Regions from separate parts of the Mus musculus genome. Here regions 2, 3, 4 and 5 are each linked to region 1. The links are chromatin contacts, called in public HiChIP or PLAC-seq and promoter capture Hi-C maps. All regions are on one chromosome and are shown on one strand. Each heading gives the region's core, a stretch centred on a gene start, on an enhancer-like site or on the middle of the called end of the contact. The rest is flanking DNA. Distances are from core to core; before and after follow the strand shown. Region 1 holds the start of Imp3 (IMP3, U3 small nucleolar ribonucleoprotein). Region 2 holds the start of Arid3b (AT rich interactive domain 3B (BRIGHT-like)). Region 3 holds the start of Ulk3 (unc-51-like kinase 3). Region 4 holds the start of Scamp2 (secretory carrier membrane protein 2). Region 5 holds the start of Rpp25 (ribonuclease P/MRP 25 subunit).

The links. Promoter capture Hi-C pulls out the DNA fragments that hold promoters and counts their contacts. HiChIP or PLAC-seq counts read pairs in DNA pulled down with a chosen protein or histone mark.
Region 2: an H3K4me3 HiChIP or PLAC-seq map of bone marrow-derived macrophages shows a contact between it and region 1, with 7 times the contacts expected there. The contact joins the promoter of Arid3b here to the promoter of Imp3 in region 1. A contact is called at or near these places in 3 of 39 promoter capture datasets (liver and pre-B cells) and 1 of 115 datasets of contacts at active chromatin or transcription factors (bone marrow-derived macrophages).
Region 3: a contact with region 1 is called in a promoter capture Hi-C map of erythroid cells, with 48 times the contacts expected there. The contact joins the promoter of Ulk3 here to the promoter of Imp3 in region 1. A contact is called at or near these places in 2 of 39 promoter capture datasets (erythroid cells and pre-B cells) and 1 of 9 other capture datasets (liver).
Region 4: a promoter capture Hi-C map of pre-B cells shows a contact between it and region 1. The contact joins the promoter of Scamp2 here to the promoter of Imp3 in region 1. A contact is called at or near these places in 4 of 39 promoter capture datasets (cranial neural crest, erythroid cells, liver and 1 more), 5 of 115 datasets of contacts at active chromatin or transcription factors (the SCID.adh cell line, bone marrow-derived macrophages, large pre-B cells and 2 more) and 1 of 9 other capture datasets (adipose tissue).
Region 5: an H3K4me3 HiChIP or PLAC-seq map of pro-B cells shows a contact between it and region 1, with 3 times the contacts expected there. The contact joins the promoter of Rpp25 here to the promoter of Imp3 in region 1. A contact is called at or near these places in 4 of 39 promoter capture datasets (the 3T3-L1 cell line, the HPC-7 cell line, HPC-7-derived erythroid cells and 1 more), 3 of 484 Hi-C or Micro-C datasets (B cells, CD4 T cells and LSK cells), 8 of 115 datasets of contacts at active chromatin or transcription factors (bone marrow-derived macrophages, embryonic stem cells, large pre-B cells and 3 more) and 1 of 9 other capture datasets (liver).

Annotation. Positions count from the first base shown.
Region 1 is chr9:56,935,644-56,939,565 of GRCm38.p6, reverse strand. Imp3 (IMP3, U3 small nucleolar ribonucleoprotein) reads right to left here and starts at 2,066. Exons shown (of 1, transcript NM_133976.2): 1 at 1,168-2,066. The coding sequence starts at 2,059. The coding sequence ends at 1,505.
Region 2 is chr9:57,834,544-57,838,465 of GRCm38.p6, reverse strand. It overlaps Arid3b (AT rich interactive domain 3B (BRIGHT-like)), which reads left to right and starts at 1,687. Exons shown (of 9, transcript NM_001379353.1): 1 at 1,687-1,784. It also overlaps the pseudogene Gm7547.
Region 3 is chr9:57,587,282-57,591,203 of GRCm38.p6, reverse strand. Ulk3 (unc-51-like kinase 3) reads right to left here and starts at 1,752. Exons shown (of 16, transcript NM_027895.1): 1 at 1,518-1,752; 2 at 740-880; 3 at 423-543. The coding sequence starts at 1,619. It overlaps Scamp2 (secretory carrier membrane protein 2), which reads right to left. Exons shown (of 9, transcript NM_022813.3): 9 at 2,406-3,782. The coding sequence ends at 3,648.
Region 4 is chr9:57,558,667-57,562,588 of GRCm38.p6, reverse strand. It overlaps Scamp2 (secretory carrier membrane protein 2), which reads right to left and starts at 1,645. Exons shown (of 9, transcript NM_022813.3): 1 at 1,479-1,645. The coding sequence starts at 1,535.
Region 5 is chr9:57,502,122-57,506,043 of GRCm38.p6, reverse strand. Rpp25 (ribonuclease P/MRP 25 subunit) reads right to left here and starts at 1,942. Exons shown (of 1, transcript NM_133982.1): 1 at 597-1,942. The coding sequence starts at 1,807. The coding sequence ends at 1,208.

The DNA.
Region 1 (3,922 bases), core at 817-3,316:
CAGAAGAGGACATCAGATCTCATTACAAATGGTTGTGAGCCACCATGTGGTTGCTGGGATTTGAACTCAGGACCTTTGGAAGAACAATCGGTGCTTTTAACCACTGAGCCATCTCTCCAACCCTAGTTTTACTTTTTAAAAAATTTTGTTTGTATGAATGTAAATGACGTACCATGCATGTGGAAGGGTCGGCTCTCTCCTTCCACCATGTGGGTTCCAAAACTAAATTCACACTGTCAGCCTGAGCAGCAAGTGCCTCTCTCCCCATTGAGCTATCTTGCCTGGCTCACTAGCAAGGAAGAGGAAGCACATAAAATCTGAGCCTCATCAGTGCACACTGTAATATTAGCACTGGAGAGGCTGAGACAGGAGGATCACTTCTAGTTCCAGACCAGCTTGAGCTTCAAATCAAAACCGGTCTCAAAAGAGAGAGAGAGAGAGAGAGAGAGAGAGAGAGAGAGAGAGAGAGAAGAAAAATAACCCCTACACAAATACCTTAATCTGCCAGACTCTGAATTCTATTTTGTATTTGGTCTGGGATAAAACTTGGTGCTCTATTTACCAGTTCTATTGCTTTATGGTTTTCCTTTTGCTTCTGCTGCGTTTTTTTTTTTTTTTTTTTTAAAGTCCTAAATTTCTCTGCATAGCCCTGGTTGTCCTCATGTCGACCAGGCTGGCCTGGAACTCAAAGATCTGCCTGCCTTAACCTCCTAACTGCTGGGATTAAAGGCTGTGCCAGCACTACCTCGCCCTTTTGCTTGTTTTTTTTTTTTGGGGGGGGGGGTGTCCTTAACTCTGAAGCCAGGACCTTGAAGAACATCTGTTTTCAGGAACCTCCTGGGTCCCTTCTAACCACTAGCTGGCCAAACTACAGGGCGATCATTTCCTTAGGCAAGCAAACACTCCAGGACTTTAATATGGTATTTCCTGGGGCTGGAATATCAACAGGAAGTCTTGTGGATAAAAGCTCTGCCAAAACATTCATTCCGAGAAAAGGACTGGTTAAGTGACAAATCTGCCCAGCTTGTACAACATCCTGCAACCTCCACGTGAGGCTCCAAAGCCTCACGCCTTCAACCCTTTTCCTGCCCTTAGGCTCTTCAGCTAGCAAGATAATAGATATGGCTATGTAGGACCCTAGGTAAGAAGAACGACCAGACAAAAATGTGCACTTAAACAACGTCGGTGGGACATTTATTGGCATTAGGAAAGGGTTTCTTTAAACGATATAAATATACTGAACTCAAACTCTCCATCCAGACGGTCCTATTTCAAGATGAAAGCAAAGGGGAAGAGGTAACATTCCTGCTTCTACACCACAAAGTTTAAGGCACAAGAAGCTAGCAATCCCCAGTGCGGTACAAAACTGCTTCCCACTGTCTCTCAAGACACAGTCACTTAATTGTCAGTCCAAATTCTAGGAAAAATTCCCAGTACACCGGGGCAATCCTCCCCATCCCCGGTTCAGTGACCTGTAGCTGAGAAGCCAGGACAAGAAGACTCGCTAGGCATCTAGATCAAAGTCATCGCGCTCCTCATTGTACTCCAACACGTGCCGCTTGATCTTGGATGAGTCCACCCAGGTGACAAAGTCCTCCATGCTGCGAGTGACGAGAAAGGCGGGATCAGTGACCACGTCTGGGCCCACGCGGACATGACCCTGCTCCACAAAAGCCACAGCAGCTTGGAGATGCTGCGCCATGCGTAGCTTGAGGAGCAAAGTAGGCAAGCGGCGGCGGCAGAAGGACGAGGCCGAGACGGAGTCGCAGAGTTCCAGTGAGCCGCGCGTGGGCACCAGGCCCATAGCGTACAGCTTGTCCAACAGCGCCGCCGAGGCGCGCACGCGGAATGGGTCGCGTTCCGGCAGGTCGCGCAGGCGCCGCGCCAGCTCGCGCACCGCTCGGCTCAGCTGGTTGTAGCGCGTGTACTCCTCGCGCCGCTGCAGCCGGTACCGCCGCAGCACACGCAGTTCGTGGAGGTTGTGGTCGGTGACTTCCCAGTTTAGGAAGTCCACCTGTTTCAGCAGCTTCTGCTCGTGGAACTTAAGCTTCCGCACCATGATGGAGAATGCGGGAGAAAGGGAATACGTTGAAAATCTAGCGTAATTTCCGCCTCGACGTAGAAAGACCCCGCCTCTAGATCACTGGACCAATCAAAAGATTGGTTAAAGACACGCCCCCGGTTTTTCATTCGTCCAACTCTGGAACTTCCTGTTTTGAAAGGGGAGCGGGGGAGAAAGAATTGCGGAAGGAGAGCCGTGTCCTGCGAATACACTTTTCCTTGCATGCAGTGCGTATGCAACTAGTCTAGTCCAGTGTTGTGTTTTGTTTTTAAATATTTATTCATTTACGTATTTTGTGTATATGATTGCTCTGTCTTCATACCGGAAGAGAGCTTCAGATCCCCTGTTTGTGGTTTTCCTGGGAATTGAACTCTGGACCTTTGGAAGAGCAGTCAAGTGCTCTTAACCGCTGAGCCATCTTGGCAGCACCTAGTTTACTCTCAGAGTTCTGTCTTTGGTGACTGAAGAGAGTCTGCTCCGTCAATAGCTGTAGATGTCAGTTTCCAGAGAGAGAGGTTACTGCCTTTAAAAGAGTTGTCTCATAGTTTTGGTTGTGAGCCTATTATTTAATGGCTGAGCTATCTCTCCAACTCTGGAAAGATGGCTTAGCAGTTAACAGCACGGCTGCTCTTCCGGAGGTCATGAGTTCAAGTCCCATCGCCCACATAGTGGTTCACAACCATCTATAATGTGATCTGATGCTCTTTTCTGACATGCACATGTACATGCAGCTAAGAGCACTGATACACATAAAACAAATCTTTTTTTTTTAAAGCATACACAACTTTAGAAGAGTGGAATGCTAATAAATAAATAAGAGGATTATCTCTGTCAAAAAACGTGATTAGAACTCTGCAAATGTCTCAGTTCCAGTGGTCCCCAGAGTTGACAAATAGTCCCATCCTGGCCAGCATGAGATCTGTCACTGGACTGGCAGTAGTACCAAACAATCAGGATTGGAAGCATTCCTGCCTCTTATTTTTTTGACACAGTTTCCTTAGGTAGCCCAGGTCAGCCATGAATTCACCACAATATAACCAGATTCAATCCAAAAGGATGAGATTATGAGTGAGCATGTGCCACCATGGCTGTCTTACTTTATTTTATTTTTTGAGACAGAATGTCTCTAGTACTATCTGTCCTGGTAATTTTTATATAGACCAGGCTGTCCTTAAACTCAAAGAGATCCATTTACCTCTGCCTCCAAGTGCTGGAGTTAAAGTGTTACTCAGGTATGTCTGGAGATTGTTTCTGCAATCCTCAGTGACTGATGGTACCCATCAATGATGAGAAATTCAGAGTGTAAGTAGGAGTCCTAACCTTCATCTGTAAGAGGTGAACAGTCTGGTAAACAATTCCTGTCTGAAATCACAGAAGCAGAACGAAGGCCAGAAGAATTTCTACTGAGCCCCTACCTGTTGGGGTAACCTCCTGACACACAAACCATATCAGTTATGAAGGTGTGTCTCTCTACTCTCTATTGCTGTAAGTGAGGCTGGCAGGATATATTGTATTGTCACTTCTACAGCCCACAATGCATGCTTTCTATGTGTCGCTTCCTCATCTACCCCAAAAGATGATTTGCTGAGATTATCACGTTGAAAAGCAAGCTATGAACTTCAGGAGCATGTGAAGGGGTTGGTCCTGCAGATCCAAAGCTGCAGTATCTCCATGGCACCTGGTGTGGTGGTTTGAATATGCTTGGCCCAGGAAGTGGCACTATTAGGAGGTGTGGCTTTGTTGGAGGAAGTGTGTCTCTGTGGGGGGTGGGCTTTGAGAGATCCTCCTCCTAGCTGCCTGGAAGCCAGTCCTCTTTTATTTGCTTTCTGAACAAGATGTAGAACTCTCAGCTCCTCTGTC
Region 2 (3,922 bases), core at 438-2,937, 900 kb before region 1:
AGTTCCAGGACAGCCAGGGCTATACAGAGAAACCCTGTCTTGAAAAATCAAAAATAAATAAATAAATAAATAAATAAAATAAAACCATATAAAAGTCGGCTGCTGCAGCCATCTTCCAGTAATTGGCCAAAATGACGAACACAAAGGGAAAGAGGAGAGGCACCCAGTATAAATGTTCTCTAGGCCTTTTAGGAAACATGGCGTTGTTCCTTTGGCCACGTACATGCGAATCTACAAGAAGGGTGATATTGTAGACATTAAGGGAATGGGCACTGTTCAAAAAAGAATGCCCCATAAGTGCTACCATGGCAAACCCGGAAGAGTCTACAATGTCACCCAGCATGCTGTGGGCATCATTGTAAATAAGCAAGTTAAGGGCAAAATTCTGGCCAAGAGGATCAATGTGCGGATTGAGCACATCAAGCACTCGAAGAGCAGGGACAGCTTCCTGAAGCGGGTGAAGGAGAACGATCAGAAGAAGGAAGCCAAGGAGAAGGGCACCCGGGTGCAGCTGAAGCGCCAGCCTGCGTCAACCAGAGAAGCACACTTTGTGAGGACTAACGGAAACTGCTGGAGCCCATTCCATATGAATTCATGGCCTAGTGGACAAAAAAGAAATAAGGGACCAGGACTGCAACAAAACAAAACAAACAACAACAACAACAAACCATAAAAGTTTTCATCAGGAACTGAGATGGATTAGTGAGTTAAGAGCGTGGCGCCAAAGAATAAGGGTCTAAATTTGGATATCCAACGCCTCAGTAAAAAGCCAGGTGTGGTGCACACCTGCAATCCTAGCATTTCAGAAGTAAAGACAGGATTCCTGGAGCTTGATGGTCAACTACTTTTGCTAAATAGGTGAGCTACCTTCTAACAAGAAAGAAAAGAGGGGAAGGGAAGGAAGAAGGGAAGGGACAAGAAAAGCCAGTGGCAATAAGTTCTAGGTTTTGGCTGGGATTGTTTTAAGACCCAAAACTAAGCGAGCCATAGACTCTGGATCAAGGATGATGGTCAGTTGGGAGAAAGGTAAAACAAGGAGGTGCATGCATAAATTCACAGAAGTTCCCCAGAGTTAGGAGTCCCAGAAGACAAGGTTTTGTTGTTTTATTGTATAAGCGGTGCCAGGATTCAGCTTCTACCTTTGGAACCTGAAGAAAGAAAACATTAACCCCTGTGACGAGGTGAGGTTGGGGATGGATAGAGGTGGTGTTCCAGAACAGGAAAATTTCAATCCAAAAAGTGAAATTTAGAAAAAAACTAATAAAAGGCTGGAATGCTTCATTAAGACTAGCTGAAAGTTAGCACTCTTTATTCCTTTCTTTCACTTATTACAAACAATTCACAACCACGGCAGCCAGAAACCCGTGTGCTGTAGTCAGTCCTACTCTTTTCAACTCCCCGCGAAAGCACTCACACCGGAACTCCTCTGAGTCCGTGCTCTCCCATTGGCCGAAGCCTCCGCCCGCCTTAAATGGCTTCCGCCCACGGCTTCAACCAGAGGGCGGTCTCTAGGAGTCACTTCCGTCTCGCACTACCCACCCACCCCCACCTCGTTCCCTTTTTAGCTGCTTCCGGCCTCGGGCCCCGCCCCCCACCGTGGGGCCCCGCCCCTACCTGCCCCTCCCCCGCCCCGGGCTGACGGCCGGGCCCCGCAGCACAGCTTCCGGTGCGGGCCCCGCCCCGGCTGTGGCCCCCAGCTGCGGAGGAGTAGCAGGCTCAGCTGCTACGCTGGGGTCTGAGCGGCTGCCTCCTCCCTACCCGCGAGCCCGGAACGCTGCACATAGGTGAGCGGCGCGGGTCGTGGTTCTTTCTGCCGCGGCGGGAGAGGGGCTGTGGCAGGTGGAGGGGACCGAAATGGGAGCCGAGGCAGGTGTGTAGGGGAGACGCGGGCTAGTGAAGCCGGGGTCCGCTGAGAAAAAGTGAGAGCATCGGGAGGAGCCCCGTCCTCCCGGTGTCCAAAGGAGTGGTTTGAGATAAAGAGATGGGAAAGGTAAGGGACCCCCCCCCCCTTTTGGCAACCGCAGAGCGAGCTTAGATGGAGTAATTAGAGAAGAGCCGGGAGATTGGCAAAGGGGGCTTGGTGGAAGTAAAAGTGATAGGGCTCCATTGGGTGGGAGGTAAAGAATGGAAAGAGGGGTCGAAGAGGGTCGGGGACAGAGCTGGAAACGAAGGTAAGGGAAATGGTCACCAAGGCCGGGCTCAAGCGGCAAGCAGTCCGTTGCTCTCGGTTTGGAGGTCCGGGAAGTTTAAAAAACCCGAGCGAGGGATGGAGAGATGAAGTTAGATTTCGGAGACGTAAATTCTCTAGATGTTAGTAGTATTGTTTGAATCCTTGGCTGCTTAGGGATTGGGATGAGATGGACTCTTCGGGAGGATGTGCCAATTGAGTTGTAAAACGGAGTCATCTCTGTCTTAATAAAGACGCTATCGGACACCCCTCTCCCTTGCTGAGGAAAGCCTACCGAGAAGATGGTGCCAACCAGAAAAGAAGCAGTTGTACTATGACTGGCAGGAGTTGGTTGAAATATTCCAGTTGTGTTGTTTGACTTTAAAGATTATACGAATATTTCTAAATGACCAGTGAATTGCTTGCTCTTCTTTTGTGTGCGTTTTGTTTTGTCCCCAACGGGGTTTTTATTTTAAAGGAACAATTTTGCCAACTTTCAGGCTTCCCTACAGAATAAGAACTAAAGCAGAAAGAAAGTATTGCTGCAGGCATAACTTATACTTTCCAAACTGCCAGGAGGAGGGACAGGCAGTAAGGGGCCAATTGGAATTGGAATCTTTTATCCGCCTATGAAAGCTACAACCAAGTGCTTCTAAGAAACAAAATGAGATTTGTCTAGCATGGCTCTGGTTGGTTTTTGAACTCCCCGCCTCCCCAGCTTTAAAAATTATACTCTTTAAACGTGTAAAAATTTATATAAATCAAAGCCATTTTTTTTTCTTGTTAGAGATTAGTTCTCCCATGAATTTTTGAAGATGGTAAAAGGTTACATTTTCTTATCTTCCAACTCAATCCTAAAACACTGGGACAATGCAAATATCAAGTCCCAACCTGCACAGTGCCGCTTCCCCTTTCATGTGGCAAACAGAAATGCACACCCTGTTGCCAGTCCTCTTCACCCTAAAATTTGCTCTGAGGAAGACTTGTGGGAAACTATAACTTAAGTGAGGTGTGTTGAAGGGGGAACCTGGGAAGGTTAGAGGTGGAAGGGTGTGAAAGGGATTTGTGTTTGGAGACAGATTGGCAAGAATGCAGATAACCCTGCCCCCAGGGTACTTTGGGACTGGAAGCCTTTTCTTCACTGGACTCATAGAATAAATATAGTAGAAGTGAGTCAGAAAGAAAGAGGATGTGAGGAGATTTATTTGTGGTTTATAAAAAAAAAAAAAAGAAACATTAACTTGTTTAGACAATATTGGTACCTGTTTCAAATTAATTAACTTTAAAATCTCCAGAGGAATTCCCCCCCCCCCCCCCGTTTGTTTTTGAGCGAAGCTTGCAATTCGAGACCCGCCCGCACCCTCCTCGCATGTTTCTTTCTTTCATGTTGTTGAAACCGGATTCTTTGGGAGGCTATAATGTCCACTTAGCCTGGTTCAGTCCACTCCACAAGCTGCCCTGCAATTTGATCTGGGAAATTTGTGAAGTTTAAGCCGAGAGCACTTTGCTTGGTCTTGCTTTTTCCATCAGAAGAGTCATCCTGTCTGCCTGCTACTCTGTCTACCCTGAGTAGCAATCTTCTCCAGCAGGTCTGGGAATAGAAGCCATGTTCTTTTCTTTTGCAGCCGGGCCATTCTTTGCCTTCGTTAACTGCAATGTTCATAGTTATTGCCGGTTTCACAGTTCAAACCCCTGTACAGTGCAAGCCTGGTAGTTAAATGTTTGATGATGTAGAGAGTAAGAGAGGAGAACTCA
Region 3 (3,922 bases), core at 503-3,002, 650 kb before region 1:
AGCCACCAGAAAATAAGTCAGAGCCTCTTTCCCACCTGCCTCTCCCCTCCCCAGGCCTCCACCTATCCCCGTACAGCTCTATTACTGCAGCGCTGTTCTGGCTGAGCTACAGAATATATAGAAGCAACAGACTCTGGCTACTTCTAAGAGTTCCCAAGTGCCTGTTCTCTGTACCCTTCATAAAACCACCCTCCCTTCAAGGAGCCTCCAGAAAAGCCCCAGCCCTTAAGGACGTTGCATTCTCCCTCACTAAAGCACTTGGGTTCCACCTACTGGGCCCTGGAAGATGCCACAAGGTTCTTACATCATGTTCTCCATGTGGAAGCCTGAATTCCCTACAGATGCTAGGGACACAACATGGCAGACTGCAAAGCATTGGGATAGGGGAGAAGAAGCCACGGGGTGTGTCACAAGCTTTTTACCCAACTGCTGCATGAAAACACGGGCCACCTTCTCAGGCAGGATCCTGCGGGTATGAATGAAGCGAGACAGGTCACCCCCTGCACAGAACTCCATGATGAGGTAGATATTGTCATTGTCCCACTGTGGTTGCAAGTAAAGAGAGAGAGCGTGAGTTCCAGGACAGCCAGGGCTATACAGAGAAACCCTGTCTTGAACCCCCCCCAAAAAAAGGGAGCGAGAGAGAGAGAGAGAGAGAGAGAGAGAGAGAGAGAGAGACAGCTTTAGGCGCTGTCCCTTCTCCAGCCGCCTTTGGAGGCACCCCTTCCTGGGCTCAGACCTGGAAGTCTTTCAGCTGCACGATATGGGGGTGCCGAATGCCCTTGAGGATCTCAATCTCAGTCAGGAGGTTTTCCACTGACGCCTTGTTGAGACTCTTCTTGGCCACGCATTTTATGGCTACCACTTCCCGAGTATCCTTCTGTGGTACAGAAAATTTGGGGTGTCTGTTTTGAAGGGGCCGACCCCATGGGCTGGAGTGGGCTCTGAGTCTGCAAACTTTCCCCTGTTTGGAGTCTGTCCACTCTCCATGGACCTCCAAGTTTCCCAGCTTCCACGTCTCAAATCAACGAGGCATCCGGATTCGGGAATCCCACCCCAGCAAGTGTTCTCCAACGCCGTGCTTCTAACCCACCGCATCACTTTCTAGAGGGGGGGCGGGGAGGGTTAGGGGGCGGGGGATGTCACTATTTAAAGAGCTATCCACTCTGCATTCTAACTGGTGCTGCCTCCTGGGAGTCTGACCCCAGACTCCTCCCAGCCCCTAAGGCAACTTCCGTGCAGAGCCGGTTCTTCAGCCACTGACACAGAGATTCCCTTAGGTCATCGCCCGCACCTCCAGACCAAACTGGCGTGGCTGTTTTTAAAACCTAAAAGGGGCGGTTAGCTCCAGCCTCCTCTACCAGCTTGGGCAGCCACTGTGGCCTTACTGCTCTCAAGGCGGTCGCCTTTCCTGCTCAGCTTGGCCCGTGACCCAGCCGGGCTTGCAGGGAGTTGGCTGGCACGGGAGTCGGGTGCCCGGCGCCGGGACACCTCCGGCACGACCCGCCCACACCCACCTTGGCGTAGGCCTTGTACACCGTGGCGTACGTGCCACTGCCCAGGCGCTCGGTAAGGATGAAACCGTCCAGCCGAGGGAGACCCCAGCTGGGCCCAGCCATCCCGCGCCCGCCGCCAGGTGCTTCCTGGTTCGGGGTGCAGGTTCCGGCCAGCAGAGAAGCTGGGGGCGCTCGAGGGGCGGCGAGGCGGGACTCCGCAGGGCCCCGGCGCTGCCCGCCGGAAGCGCGGCTCGACACCTCCCCTCCGAGGCTCCTCCCCGCCGGCAGCGGGCTGGGTGACACCCTCTGCCAAGGATTGCCAGGCAGGTTTCAGACACTGAGGCTTTAGTGGGTGTAGAGTTGTGTCGAGGACTGCGGACACGATCACATGGGAATGGCATCCTAGAGACCACCTACGTAGGGGGCGGGAGGAAGAGCCTGGCTCACTCCCTGCCCTTCAAGACCAGAAGCAGTGGATATGAAAATCCCAGGGCCCCACAGGGTGACGAGGGAGAACGGACTCCAGCAAGTTCTTCTCTGATCATCACACGTGCTCTGGCCCTTATTCATTCGTTTATTTGGTTTTGGAAGACAAGGTTTCTCTGAGTAGCCCTGGCTCTCCTGGAACTTACTTTGTAGAGCAGTCTGGCCTCGGAGTGCTGGGACTAACGGTATGTGCCACTATGCTTGGCGAAAAACAATTTAAATGCCTTTGGAAGAGACCAAGTTGCCATTGCCAGGGTCCTCGATTCTGCCTTTCAACTCTTTCCCTAGAGTTGAGTGGTCTGTCGTCCAGCACAGCTCAGCCACCAACAACCTTAACTGTCACCTCACCTATCTTAGTAGGCCCTTAGTCTGTACTTCAGTAGGCTATAGCCCTCCCAAGTCCACCATTGACATCAGGGCCAGTGCTGTCCGAAAATCTTTTTATTTAAGCACAAAAATTGAGACATGACATATACATCTGTACATGGAGGAAAATAATACCAGGAAGTTTACAAAACCCCGGTGGCTGACATTACCACTTGGTGGCTCTAGGGCTGACAGCATGAGGGTAGTCTCAGGAGGGCCCCAGTTCCCAGGGGCAGGAGACTGGCCAGCTTGGTGAGCTCTCGCAGTACTGACAAAACACAGGGTCCAGGTTTCCACAGCGGCTTCTTAGGTGCCACTGCAGTGACACACCCGTGGAGCCCCCAGGACAAGTAGAAAGGGACCTAGACTCCATTGTGGGAAGAACCCTCAGAAAGAAGGCTCGGCAGTCCTGCCTGCAGGACATAGTTCAGGACTGATTTCTTCCAAAAGACCCTAAGCGTTTTAAGAGGTGAGTATTGCTGAAGATAGGCAGGGGCCAAGCTAAGGCAGAGGGGCAGAGTCCCTTGGGAGGAGAGAAGCCAAAACAAGCAGACATCTACCCTCTCACAAGACTGGTAGAGGCTGGGCAGGACTTGACTTACTTGTCTTCGTCCCCTCCTCATCCCCCAAGTCTCAACCAACCCCACTTACTGTACATTCAGAAGTCTGAAGAGAGGCTAGGGAGGGCCCCCAGAGGGCACAAGGTGCTATCACACATGAGTCGTAGCAGGCACAGGGTCATGACTCGGTTGTGAAGAACACCAGGAGCTCACCGGAAGAGGACTTGGGAGACTTCTGTGCTCCCACCCAGAACACAGCTCACCTAGAGTAGAGCCACTGGGGGACTTAGGAAGCCCAAGCATGAAAGGCAAGGTTGTGGAGACCCAATACACATGGAGCCTGTAGAGGGAGGGAGTGAAGTACAGGGTGCCTGTGGAAAATCCCCAGTACAGTGAGCCCAGGTTGGCCCATGATCCCAAGCACATGAGTCCATTTGTTTTCAGGGAAAACAGTCCCATTGCTTCCAGACAAAATCAGACCAAGCCACCATTAGAAAAGGAAAGACAGCTTTGTTATTTTTTCTTTTCCCATGTGTTTTTTTTTTTTTTAAAGTCCTTGTCCCTTCCTCTCCTTCCCTCTTGTAGAGGAGAAAGCTGACTACTGAGGGAGGAGCAGGGACAAGACAAATCCCTGCCAGGTCTGTGCTGGTGTAGTCACTGCATAAGGCACCCGAGGAAAGTGCAGCTCAGAAGACAGTTGACAGAGAGGCCAGGGCTCAGGGAAGGAGAGTCGGGAAGCCTAATTCCCCTGAAAGGCTCCTCGGGCAGCAGATGAGGCAGCCCCGCGAAAGGTTCTGCTGCTGAAGATACCCTGGGAGAACTCTTCCTGGGCCTGCTGGAAGCTGGCTCCTGTTCGGCGGTAGAAGGCGTGTACCTAGGGAAGGAGGCTGGGGTGAGAAGAGCCCAGAGCAAACCTAGCCATCAGGGTATGGTGGCAGCCACTGGAGGGGTCAACCCTGCCTGGCTGCTTACCCATAGCCTTGGATGAGGTGCTGGGCCCCTGAGAGCTTCAGG
Region 4 (3,922 bases), core at 396-2,895, 620 kb before region 1:
AAAGGCTCTGTCAAGAAGCATTAAGCTACAAGAATATATTCTAAACTCCCCAGTGTAGCAAGGAATCAACTACCAAAATCTGCCCAAGGGTTCCTATCAGCTAGGTCACCTTGGGAAAGAAGCATAAAATTTCCACTCTCGGCCTGGCTGGGTGTGGTGGCTCGAGCTAGTTATGGCTGCACTTGGGAGGTAGAGGAAGGACCCCAAGTTCAAGACCACCATGTGACAGACACATAGGGCGTTCAGAGCCAGGCTGTGTTAGATGAAGAGATCCTGTTATAAATAATCCAAGGGCTCAGTGTTACCCAATATGCACAGCGGTGGAGGATTTGCCTAGAACGAACAAAGCTCTGGTTCAATCCCATTACTGCAAAACTTCAAAAGAGAAGATGGTCATACTCTACTCCCTGAGTGTATAACCATCTAGTTCAAGGCGCCTTTGCTTTGCTCCCACCCTTGGAAGGACCCACCCTGGAAAAGCTCAGTGGACTTCTCCAACACCTTCAGGAAATGCTGAAGCTGTAGAGGACCAAAATAAAGCACCAGCAAGACGAATTCAAGAGCTTGGTGACATACTAACACCGGAGGAACAGCTGCGCTCATAAATCCCCAGTCATCACAAGCATGCGTCCCTCAAACTGGTTTCGGGCAGACATGAAAGGAGAAGTAGAACGCGCCTTGGCACTAAAAGGAGTTCCAGTTCTTCAACATAGACAACTGGGCATCTCTGCGTTCTCCACGCGAAGGTTTTGGCTTAGGTCCGAAGACTGTTGTATTCTTTCAAAGTTCCAAAGGTCAGGCCGGTAACCACCCATGCAGATTTGTCAGACCCGTGTACCTTGGGCTCCAAGCTCCTTCACCTCCCTCTCCTCAAAGTGTGTGGCCCAAACTCAATCCAAACAAAGTGCTTGGCCAATAAGTAATTTTCTGGCTTGGCCTCTCTTCCTACCCTCTCTCAGCCTTCTTGATAAACACTAGGGACTCTCCTGTACTTTAGATGCTTGCTTCGCTACTGCTGTTGCTGTTAGGTGTTGGGTTATCTCCACATTTCTCCACCCCAACAGACTTCTACTTCCTCATTATGTTTCAATGAGCCTTTCTCCTAGGATGACTCAATACAGGTAGATCCCCCAAGACTGTAGAAATGGCACAGCAACATTTTGCTTCCCTTTCTGACTCTAAGACACCTCCCCAGGATAAGCGCGTGCTTGGCCCTTTTCTCCAGCAGAGGCCGGTCGGATGGGCTACAACCCGGGGTGCTCTAAGTGCCCACTTCTTTACAGCGCCCCGCCCCCTTGCCGCAGTTCCACCTGTTGCAAAGTCCCGCCTCCATACAAACTATGATAGGCCAGCCTTCAGATACCGCTCTCCCATTGGACAGGTGATCCGTCCCTCCTACGCCACGTCCCCGGCTCTGGCGAAAGAGGCCCAGGCCGCAGCCCTTTTCCCTAAAGAAATCTGAGAATTGGGGGTTCTACCTGGAAGGGGTTTACGTCCACTGGGTCCGCGAAGGGGTTAGTGTCGAAGGCCGACATGGTGATCGAGGGCCAGCGGGTGATCTCCGCGAGCGCTACTGCCTTTGGTCACTCAGACCCAGCGGCACACAGTGTAAACCCTCCACTTCCGGGAGCAAGGCAGCCGTTCTGGCGCAGGCGTAGCGCCCTCTGTGGGGGCGTGGCCCTGGACGTCACAAAGGTCCGTTCCGCCCCTGCCCAGCCTATTAGAAAGCGAAGGTTATTCATTCTGTCTCCATCCACTTTCTTTTTATCTCCAGAGATGCTGAGGATAGAATCCAGGGTCTCACGAATAATAGACATAGGTGTAGCCTTGAGCTACATACCCAAACCTTCTATCCACTTAGTCCTCCGGTGCAGAATCTCTTCTGATGTCTTCCTTCCTATGTGTATTTATTTTGAGCTTCCAAATAAAGGACTGGCAGGAAAGGATCATGCATTCATTCCTAGAGGGCAAAATTGAGGCGTTCGAGCAAGTCCCGGACCAAAAGGACAGGGGAGACATGTCAAACAGGAGTTATCTGAACAACTGTGCTCCAGGATAAAGCTGGAAGACCTTGCATCAACCCCTGCCCTAGATAAGCAGGATTTCTTTTAGGCTCCACCCTCCTGTGATTTCATAGATATCCTAGAGGTGGTAGTTAATTCACTCACAAACTCACAAACTTATTTATCCATGTCTTTCGGGCCGCTGTGAAATCTAGCTTGAATCGTTTCTTACCCTGGAATAGAACAGCGCTACTGATTGGTCTATTCTTGTGTTGCAACCAGATGGGTTTTTTGATTTTTGTGGTTTTGGTTTGTTTGTTTTGTTTTTATTTGGGGGGTTGTTTGTTTGTTTTGTTTTGTTTGCTTTTGGTTGTTTGGTTATTGTTTTTCCAGGGTTTTTGGCAGGTTGGTTTGCTTTTCTTGGTTTTGTTGCCTTTTTATTGTTTGTAGGTTTGAGGAATCTCTCATCCTAGAGTCTGATTGATACTCTTCTCACCAGCTAAGAAAAAAAAAATTCCAGCATAATTACCATTTACTGTTAAAGGCTGTTGACATAAAGTTAATATTCCTTTACTATGTGTATATTTTATGTTAGAGTAAAATGAATCAGGCTTAAAGCTTGAATGTTCATGTCCTTTTCCAAGATATTTCCTAAGAATCTCAAACAAAACTATTTACAATGAAGACATCATCTTTCTACATCCTGGGGAGTTTATCAACAGTAATCTGACAGGTCCACTTCAGAACTACCCAGTGATCTCGTTTAAGCTTTTTTTTTTTTTTTTTTTTTTTTTAATAGTCATGGTGGTAGTAGTAGTCATTCTTGTAGTGGTAGTAGTGATGCTGTGTGCACATGAGGGGTGGATGGGAGCGCATGTGTTAGGGGCTAATGTGGAGTTGGTTCTCTCCTCCCACATTTATGTGATTTTCAGGGACTGAACTCAGGTCACCAGGCACAGCAGCAAGCACCCTCACCCCTAAACCATTCTGCTGTGTGAAGTCCACTTGTTTAGTTTGCCCTCAGAGTCTTTTTGAATGTGTAGTCCCCATCTCTTCTCACCCCTTCTTTTGCCTACACTTCTTCATTCTACTCTTTAGTGGCTTTTCAGTTCCTGGAACTTCCCTATTCTCTCTTGTCTCATGGCCTTTGTACATGCTGTCTCTTCTAACTAGTACCAATGTACAATGAGAATAGTAAAGACAAAAAAAAAGCCTTTTTGACATGTAAAAATTGCTTAGCCAGGAATCCCAATACACCCAAAGCAGATATCCACTCAATAACCAGAACCCAGTGCGATATCACCCACTCAAGATAACTAGACGCAGTCCTAGAACTCCATGACACTCAATGGACAGAATGTGAGTGGAGACCAAGAGCCAGACTCTGCTCTCCACATCTGGAGAGAATTCGTCTTCATCTGCCCTGCAGCTGGAGACTCTCCCTCAGGACCCTGACCCTCAAATCAGAGACTTCTGTCAGAGACTGGTTCTGCCCTTCAGCTAAGTAAGATACACCACACAGGTGAGCAGCCTTGGGAAGTAAAACACGTTGCCACTGAACAATTTCCCTTACCCTTCTCCCCATGTATGTTCTAGTTATTCATTTATGCTGGGCTCAGGACCACCAGAAAACATCCTAAAGTTGAGAGAATGAAAAAGGGACTCAAATGCGTGTTGTCCTCTGTCCCTGAGCCCTCCAGATACCGTCCAAGGGCAGAACGCTTAGCTGTCTGTATCCTGAGAGGAGACTGGTCTGTAGAGTGTGGTTCTCTCACTTCCCCATCTACAGTGCCAAGGCTCAGCAGCATGCTGAGTTGGTGAAGAAGCAATGAAACTTGGTAATAACCAATATGGAGACTGCCCCCACAAATTCCAAGGAGCTTTGGGCTAAGAAAGGGAGACATATGTTTTTCAATATT
Region 5 (3,922 bases), core at 693-3,192, 570 kb before region 1:
TCCAGGCTTGGACTTGGGCTGAGAGGCATCTGAGGCTGTTATCTCTCCACACACAGCTGTGCAGGGCTGGAGGCAGCGGCTTATCAGGGAGCCCGCAGTGATTCACAGCCCAAGCTTCTCTGCTGAATAGTAATTTCCAGCAGTGGATTTGTGCTGTCTCTCTCCTCCCCCTCTCCCAAGGGTGTGCTGTCCTTTTGCAGAGAGAGGGCAGTGAAGGGGAGCTCCTACTCTTGGGGCTTTGTGCCTGCCTCTGGGTAAGAATGTCTACTGCGAGGAGCGAGCAAGGTTAGAACCTTAGCATGGTCTGCCGGCCTTGGCAGGCTGCCGCCTCCAGCTCATCAATGCTCCCCCCTCCTTCCCCTCCCAGAGAAGTAGCAAAACTGCTTCCTTTCCCTTGTGGTGATACAACAGTGACACAGACCCCGGCCCCCTCCACCACAAGTCCCTCTTTCAACATTTTGACACTGCCCCAGTCTCTGTGTCTGACCTTGAAGACTCCAAAGGCTAATAGGGTTGAAGGCAAGCATGCCAAAGTGGTCTCTGCACAGGCGAGTGGGTAAGGAAAAAGAAAAAAAGAACAAAACTGAAGACAGAGCCATTTTCACGTTTGTTTTATTGGAAGCAAGACTCCAGCAGGACTCGGGGAGGAAGCATGGCAGATTTTGTCCTAAGTCCCCTCTCAGCCATCATGCAAGGCGGGTGGGGGAGGGATGCTAAAAGGGAATTGCTAGGGTGTGTGTGTGTGTGGGGGTGCAGAATAGGGTCCGGACATTTTCAACTTGGCCATCCTCAAGTAATCAGCTCCGTAGCTCCCGCTCTCAGTTAACAGCAAAGATGATTTTTAAAGCCTCAACTGTCAGCATCCATGCATACTGGGTGCTTTTAACGTCTGGGTCCCCAAGAAAGCTCAAGAGTCCCACTACCCACCATGCTTCCCTAAAAAAGACGGCCTAGCAAAGGTGTGGGTGGTGTTCTGTGGCTTCTGGTAACATGTCCCACAAAGTTTCCTTGGACTTCAAGGATCCTCTCTTCTCATTCCTGAGCTCTCTCCTGTCGCCTTGGGATCCGCGCTGTCATTCTGAGGACCGGTGTCCAGGAACATGGGCCCCTTAAAACCCAGGTATGAAAGGTGCGTGTGTTGAAAGGTATGCAGGAGTGTTGAAGATATATGATTCAGTCGGTCTGGGTGGCTCAGAGGCGAGAATTCTCAGGCGGTCCTGTCCTCATTCTCAGCCTCTGGCTCAGGCTGAGACCGCTTAGCGGTGCCTTCTTCAGCAGCAGATTCCCCCAGGCTCCTCTTGGACGTCGACACCGTAGGAGGGGACGAAGGACCAGGACTGAGGTTCGGAGGCTGGTAGCCAAGTTGTCGTGGATCCAGTGCGTCCTTTGAAAGTAGGATGGCGAGGCTCGGTACATTCTTAAGTACACTGAGACTGGCGGCCGGATCGCTGGGCGTCTGACCCGGTGTGGGCCCAGGCGGGAGGCTCTGCCACACCTCGCGCACGCTCCGGTAGCGCAGCCGCGTGACCTGGTGTAAGCCCGCCAGGCGGCGCTTGAGAATCTCGGCGCACGTGACGGTCTTGGTGGTGGCCCGGCCGCAGCCACTGAAGACGATGGCGCGCGTGGCTGGCTGCGCCATGCTGGCGGTGGCGAAGGCCAGTAGGTTGCGGATCTTGCTGCCCTCCTTGACCCGCATGTGTACAGCACCGGGTGCCAGATCTGCAAAAGGGCCAGAGTTCGGGCTGCCACCCTCATCACCGTCCCCCGCCGGCGCCTCCTCCGAGCGCACCTTACGGAAGTTCTCCATGCGCCGTCGTCGCTGGGATCGCAGGTTTTGCCATGGGGCCGCCTCAAGCCCGGGGCTGCATGGCCGCGGGTCGTGCCGGGCGAGAGCTGGCAGGGATTGGGGTGCCGGCGCCGAGTGAAGGTTGGAGGGTGGGCTGGGAACGTGCAGTCTTCAGCCCAGACTTCTACAGGGTAGTGATGTTCTACTCTGCGCCCTCGGCACCTTGTGCTCCGCGCCTTTAGCAGAAGCTCCGCCTGGGAGCCAGATAGGACCCGCCCCTTCGCCCAGGACCCGCCCCAACTCTGCGTGACTTGTCCCAGTCCCTCCAGCCTTTGGGATCCAGCGCTGGAGCTCAGCGGCTGGGGTCACAGAGCCACGGGTGATTTGGGAGGTGAAGTTCTCCGAAGTCACCATCTGTTCTCCCTGAACCAGACCTTATGCAGGAACAACCTAAATAAATACTATGCTTAAGGTTCAAATGCCGACTCAAGCCTGGTCCCTGAGCCCTGCGGGGTTCCAGCGCAAGGGCATCCCTAGACCCCTCCTAGGTAAGAGATCTCCAAACCACCTTTTGGGGCTTCGCTACTCCACCCCTCCAGGGACCTCCCTCCCGTTCTCTTACTATATTTTTGCGTCAAGGGCAGCCAGTGCATGGTCAGCAGAGAGTGGGAGGCGTTGGCTGCGGCTGCACGCAGCGCCTTCCCTGGGCTGGGACCGCTACGTCGTGGCCTGGTCCTTGCGTAGCTGCTTAGAGAGACACTAAGCTTTGCTCCTCCTGATCATACCTCCAGGCTCCCGGCACCTATGCACCTCTGAAATGCAGGAAGTGATGCGTTGGGCCAGCCTAAAGTGAATGGGGAACAGGAGACCATTTCTTCCAAGGCGTTAAATTCTTATATTCATGCCTGAAAGTCCTTTACTGGAGCTGCATACATGTTTATGAGCGTGGCTCAGCCCGAGCTAACGCCGGATTCCTGACTTCCAATTCCAGGTGGAATTCCTTGCCAGTCAGCCTTGGCCTCTAGAAATCCAGAGGGTTGTTTTTGTTAAAAGGAGACTGAGAGAAGACAGGTTTTAAGAGGTGGGAGGCAGGGTGGAGTGCCTTGGCGGAATGTGTGTGTGTGGGGGCGGGTACTTGCAAACTCTGGGAACTCCACTGAATCTGAGCAGAGGCTCGGGCTCTGCTGCGAGGTGAGGTGGGCAGTAGAAAGATGAGGTCTGATCAAAGCAAGACTGTTTAATAAGGAGTGACCCTGGCCTGGGGCCACGCCCTCAATATTCAATCCCGTTTCCATGGAAAGGCAGGGAGGGAATCAGACAGACGTGGGAAGCACCGGGAAGGAAGACGCACTGAGGACTGTAAGGAACGGTGTTCTCAAAGTATCAGCAAGATGGTGTTTGGATGAGCACAGCATCAGTCTAGGGGGAGAGCTGCCCGGCCCTCCTCTTCCTCTTTGCTATCTGTGACAATTCTCAGCCCCTCAGCTCAGAACAACGAGCTTATATCTCATCTCTTCTTGGAGTGTGGCTGCAGCAGCTGGACTTTTTATTTTTTATTTTTACCTCAAGTGTGAGTGACTGGCTCCAATCTCCTGCTCACACTCCAGGAGTGTGCCCCGAACTGGGACTCTGCCCTGGATCTAATCTTAATTCTTGTAGATTTCACAGGGAGAAGCAGGCTCTGGAGTCCCAACCTTGGGGAGACCCCACGACTGAGTGCACTCAGGCAAGTGGTGGACTTAAAGTCGGCAGTTTTGGATTGATCTGAGAAAAAGTTCCAGAAAGACTAGAAGCTATGTAGGAATGTGCTGGTTGGAAAAGAAGAGAGCTCTGCGTTCCCTGGAGTATGCAAGCCTGGGTTAAACAACTTGGAAATCATGTAGGCCGTACACTACAATTTGGAAGATCTGGGGGCAGCAGGTTTGTTCTGAAAAGAGTGAATGGTTGTGCCTCTACCCAAGTTGGCCCTCAAGGACACCGCCACCCTCTCCCAGTACCACTACCCTCTGCCAGAGACTCTCCCATTCACTTTATTTTCCTGTGGAGGGAGAACGCAGAAAAGGCCCGGTTCCCCGCCCGCGCATCGCTTCCTTTCCAGCTCCCTCAGCAGCACTTAAAATGTAAATGCACATCGTG